Linked DNA regions of Zea mays: region 2 is linked to region 1. Evidence: chromatin contacts called from public Hi-C data. All regions are on one chromosome and are shown on one strand. The core of a region is the stretch at or near the end of the contact, and the rest is flanking DNA. Distances in the headings are between cores, read along the strand shown.

Region 1 (2,698 bases), core at 111-2,610:
ATGAGTTTTCATTGCCTTTGGACAGAAGACTTAGAACACAGGCGGTGACCGAGTGCTGTAATGCAAAGGAAGGCGGCCAGTTTTCTGGTGCGGTTTTGAAAGTGCTGGTTGTGTTATGACACTTTGAAAACTGATCTTATTATTTTCTTGTTTATGGATATCGTTCCCTTTTTGTGAGAGGCAATACAAAGTTTGTGTGACTATGGTCTAATTAATCCAGGTGTACGTATTGATTTGCCTATTCGGAAGCTGAGAAGCTATAGCTTTCTCTGTTGGTTTGGTCCTATTTACCCTTCATTACTTGTGTGCTCTGTTTAGTGTTTTTATCCCTTTAAAAAGGTGCAGTGATGTTCTTGTTTTGGTCTTCAGATGCACTATTGTTACTGTTGCAAGCGGAGGGCATCTTATAGGTATGTCTATAAGCTGCAGCTGGCCTTGGTGGTTGCTGAGATGGCCAAACATCTTGCTCATATGTTTCCATTGCTGTAACTTTCTTTCCTCTTCGATCTTATCTTTGTGAAAAGGGGTGTTGCTTAGGAAAAATAGATGAAACTGGTAAGATTTGGCTCGATTTGCTGAGACTTGAGAAAATGTGAATGATCATGGAGCAATTTTACCTTTCTATCGGTCTATCTTAGGTTATCTCCAATAATTTACTCATTCTCTAAATTGCCTAATGTGCTTGCGCTCTTAATGGTGTATGAAATGCTATATATGCCTGGGGCCCTAATATTATCTATGAACAGTGTTTGCCCTAATGTTTCGTCGCTTCGTCTCATCTTCCCTGAAAAGTGTGCCTGTTATACTACCCATACTTCTTTTGGCGCAGATAAAAATAACAGATGAAATCGGTAAAGATTCTTTTTTCTTGAACCCGAGGAAGTATGGATGATGCTGCGTGCATGAACAAGATTGTGAAATTGCATGCCTGAATTCTGGCGAGTGATGATTCATCTATGTTTCCGGTCATCCTGATAAGCTTGCGCAGTATCGTCTCCGCGGTTATGGTGTCCAGATTTTTGAGTTCAATTCATGGTGTCAACAAATAGCACGGCAGTTTACATTGGAATAAATTTCTTGAGTCAAATCAGAAAGCTGCGCAAAAAACGAGAGGATATACTTCACGCACAACTCAAATCATTTGTAAATGAGTTGCACTAGAAAATCCACCAAACTATACATACAATTCAATGTCTCTCCTAGCTTCCTTTTCCTTCTGTTCTAGCGCTACTGGGCCGCAAACCTGCCGTCCAGGTTAGCTGGTTAGGCCCATGGGCCCACGCCAGCCCTAACAAACGCAGGGAAATGAGGAGCTCCAAATGCCGTGGCGACTTGCTCGTCCGGTTCAGTTCAGTGGCGCCGTCGTGCCTCGACGACGGCGGGAGACGCCGCAAGCAGGTGAGAGTGAGACGGGCGGTGACTAGCGGGCGCTTAGGCCGACATCGGCCCCGCAGCGGCGGGGTAGGGTGCGTCGACACGCGGGACTGCGACTTGGGGGGGATTGATTCCCTTCGCTGTGAGCAAACCATACCCAAATCCCTCTCTCCCGTCCTCCCTATCCAGCTTATTTGGTTGCGGATTTCTTAGATGCGGTGTCCTACTGAACGGAATTGGTGGTCTGTTCGATTAGGTTCTCTCTTCTCCGGCGCGTGCGCGCGGGATCGAAGGTAGGGTTTGGGCCCCAAAGTTCGTGTCTTTGGGGACAGCGGCGGCGATGGACTACACCAACGCCATCCACATCATCCCGGACGCCGCGGGCCCCGACGCCTGGGCCAACGCGGCGTCGGCCGCGGGCGCCGACGCCAGCATCTGGGCCACCGAGGACGACTACCGCCAGTGGAGCGCCGAACCAGGCTACGGCGACCGGAACCCCTCGTCGCGGGCGGGGAGCGAGCAGCCGCCGCCGGGCAAGAAGGCTCGCGGCGGGGGCGGCGGCAGCGATAGCGGCGGCGGTGGCAGCACGAGCAAGTCGCGCGCCATTGGCAAGATGTTCTTCAAGACCAAGCTCTGCTGCAAGTTCCGGGCCGGGACCTGTCCCTACGTCACCAACTGCAACTTCGCGCATGGCATGGAGGAGCTCCGGAAGCCACCGCCCAACTGGCAGGAGATCGTGGCCGCCCACGAGGAGGCCACGGAGCAGCGGGAGGAGCACCAGATCCCCATCATGACATCTGGAAGTGTTGTAGCTGGAGACGGCGGCGGTGGCAGTGGTGGCGGCTCGCAGGGGGGCAGGGCATTCAAGGGCCGTCACTGCAAGAAGTTCTACACTGAAGAGGGCTGCCCCTATGGTGACACATGCACCTTCCTGCATGATGAGCAGTCTAAGGCACGGGAGAGCGTGGCCATCAGTCTCTCGCCCACCGTTGGTGGTGGGGGATACAATGCTGCCTCCGCCAACGGAGTGATGGTGCAGAAGCCGTCCAACTGGAAGACAAGGATCTGTAACAAGTGGGAGATGACTGGATACTGCCCATTTGGGAGCAAATGCCACTTTGCTCATGGTTCTACCGGTGAGTCTCAGGTTCATATGCGTCTTTATTAATCAGTAAAAACTTCTGTGGAATCAAGCTCGCTTTGCAATCAAACTACCAAAAGCCAGTCCTAAATTGAAGCAGGAAGTATAACAAGTTGATGCACTGGGAAAAACTGCTGTGCAATCAATTTTCGCGTGCAATCGCTATCCAAGCGAACTCCCAAA
Region 2 (2,698 bases), core at 87-2,586, 240 kb after region 1:
AGTACAATTCTGATGTTTCAGACTTCTAATAGCCTAAGCAGCCACCTAAGGGTGAACTCTTAAATTTCACCTAAGTTCCTAATGAAACACGACATTGATACATCATTGCAGCATTGTTCATAACTGGAAAAGTTAACAACTATCGAGATCAACAATTAGCAACATATGGCTCCACTGATGTGTCAGAATGAAGAGAAGAAAAGGCTGCAGGAATCTTACCCTACCAAAATTATCAGGTTTCGCCTATGATGCTGCTTCCGATGCCGTCTTGGTGCTCCTGAAGTCTCGCTTGAGCTCGGTGATCCTCTTCATGCACACGGCCTTTGTCTTCCCGGGTACAGAGGCCGCCACCTTCTCCCACCTCATTGCAGTGTCCTTCGGGAACTCCTTAAGAGCGTTCAGCAAGGCCCGGTCATCCCCGGCGCTCCAAGCGGCGTCCGCACTCTCGGCGCCTCCCGCATCGTCCGCAGTGACAGCAGCCTCGGCCCTCGGATCGAGCGGCTTCCGCTTGCGTAGGAACTGCTCGAACGAGCTTCCTCCCGCCGCGGGAGCGCCCGACTTTGCCGCCCGGATGACATTCTCCGGCGTGCGGCGGCCGCCAAACACCGCGGCGATCTTCTCCCAGCGCTGGGGCTCACCCGCCGGGTGCTTCACCATCTGCCGCCGGAGCAGCTCCAGCTCTTGGTCAGTCCACTCGCCGGCGTCCTCCTCCCTCTCGCCGCCGTCCACCACGGCTCCATCCGCAGTTGTCGCCTTCTGCAACGGATGCAGTGATGCGGCCGATTGGACGGGGGGAGTGCCCGGATCTGAGGGTTTTGTGGGCGTCGGGACTGGGTTCTGGCGACGGCCGCGGCGGGGGGCGGGCGTGGGTTCCGGTGTGGGTTCTGGGGCCGGTTCTGGAGCCGGAACGACGCGGCCTCGGCCGACGGAGATGTCGCCGCCAGTGGCCGACAAGGGCGCGAAGGGGGCGAGGAGCAGGGACGAAGCGATCCATATGAGGAGGGAGGAGAGGATCTGGTAGGTCGGGAGGAGGTAGAACGCGGCGGCGAGAAGTGCGACGGCCGCGGCGGCGCAAGATGCGGCGTGGCGGAGGGAGAGGGGTGCTTTGGCGGTGGAGGAGGAGAACGAAGTGGAGTTGGCGCCGGAATGGACGACGCGAGCGCGGGACTGGGAGTCCCAGGGGTCGATGAACTCCATGGTCACCGGCGCGCGGGATTGGGGCTCGTCGGAGTCGCTAGGTGACACGAAATACAGGGTCAGTGGTTAATGGTCCTCCCTTGCATTTTTGCAATCGGCAAATGTTGTCGGTTTATTATTATGTCACATGTGTCTATGATTCTTTGATTTGTGAGATTGTCTGTATCTATAATTTATAGGTTCAATCATAAAGTAGCAAAGCACATTGTATACTATACGCTACTATGATTTTATTTATAAGTATAGAGTATAAAACATAGGTATATGTGTTTAGTTGGTTGGATGAGTAGAATGTAAGTTTAGAGCAAGCATTGGTAATTTGGATCTCTTTTATACATAATTTTTAGATTAAATTTAGCTATTTTGCGTATATAATAGAGATTGACAAATATAAAAGTTCAGTCATTTTTTAGTTTAAAGCCTATTTTCTTATTGAACTTGTCATACATCAGTGGCTAAAAGAAAAATCGTGTGCTCGATTGGCATTTAGATGCCATGTGTTAGCGTTCTTTGGCCAATCACCTAATGCATCATGATTTAGCTCATGGGGAACTAGAACTCGAGTACTCTTCATACGAGCGTGGACTGTCCGCTCTAGGCGTTTGGATCGTTCACGACTTACATAGAGGATGTCGCTCTTCTCTGCAGGGCGGCAGACCGTCCGCTCAGAACGGCCAAACCATTCACGCGTGCGCAGAGGCTACGATAATCTCCTTCATAATCTGGATCTCGTTCTCGAAAGAGACCCGTCAAGAAGAAAAGATCCTAAGGTTGTCTTGAGATTTGCAAGCCGCTTAAAAACGAATATAAACAATGTCAACTCGAGAATGGGTGAAGATTGGAGATGGAGAAGACTAATCTAAGCTAAGTTATCGTTACTCCTAGAGCAAGAATGCAAAGGTATTGATAATAAATTGATTTGATCAATGCTTCAGTCGGTCGTACTTCTCGTATATAGGGTAGAGGTCTAAATCCATTTCTAGATGTAATAGATTCACGTACGATTAGTTGGATAAGCACACAAAATAAAAAATATATCCTAAATTAATCTAATCACAGACCTTCTAAACTATAACTTCGAGGTTATGACCTCGAACCGTCCTAAGCGCAGACAGTCCGAAACATATAGCCGGATAGCCTTGTCTGACCGTTCGATCATACTAAGATGACAAATCAGCTGCTCAACATCATGTCTGTAATGGTGGGCGTGAGAAACTGACTGATGCGGTACTATACAAATTCATCCATAAAATTCTTGTGCAATTTTTGTGCGGAAAAAACAAAATAAAAAAATTGGGTGTTTACAACGAATTTTAGGTCTTGGCCTCTTGGCCTCTTGGTCCAAGCGATTATTTTCCGTGGGCCGTTGGGTCCGTGGAACATATCCGTTGCAGAAGACTACAGATTACAGAAGCGCTCGCTCGCTGTTGTTGCTGCTGCCAACTGAAGGGATGCGAGCCACGGCCACCGCAGGAGGCCGTGCGGTGTTCCACCTCCAACA

Evidence for each region. A called contact is a pair of places that touch in the nucleus more often than the background predicts.
Region 2: a Hi-C map of leaf shows a contact between it and region 1, with 8 times the contacts expected there. The contact joins the promoter of LOC100282280 here to the promoter of LOC100193200 in region 1. A contact is called at or near these places in 16 of 25 Hi-C or Micro-C datasets (ear, endosperm, leaf and 5 more) and 2 of 3 datasets of contacts at active chromatin or transcription factors (leaf and seedling).

Annotation. Positions count from the first base shown.
Region 1 is chr10:78,718,932-78,721,629 of Zm-B73-REFERENCE-NAM-5.0, forward strand. It overlaps LOC100193200, which reads left to right and starts at 1,361. Exons shown (of 2, transcript NM_001138354.1): 1 at 1,361-2,510. The coding sequence starts at 1,715. It overlaps LOC100381523, which reads left to right. Exons shown (of 2, transcript NM_001174353.1): 2 at 1-270.
Region 2 is chr10:78,957,083-78,959,780 of Zm-B73-REFERENCE-NAM-5.0, forward strand. It overlaps LOC100282280 (Putative MYB DNA-binding domain superfamily protein), which reads right to left and starts at 1,337. Exons shown (of 2, transcript XM_008663702.4): 1 at 220-1,337. The coding sequence starts at 1,197. The coding sequence ends at 244. LOC100285001 (nucleolar GTP-binding protein 1) reads left to right here and starts at 2,591. Exons shown (of 14, transcript NM_001370689.1): 1 at 2,591-2,698. The coding sequence starts at 2,649.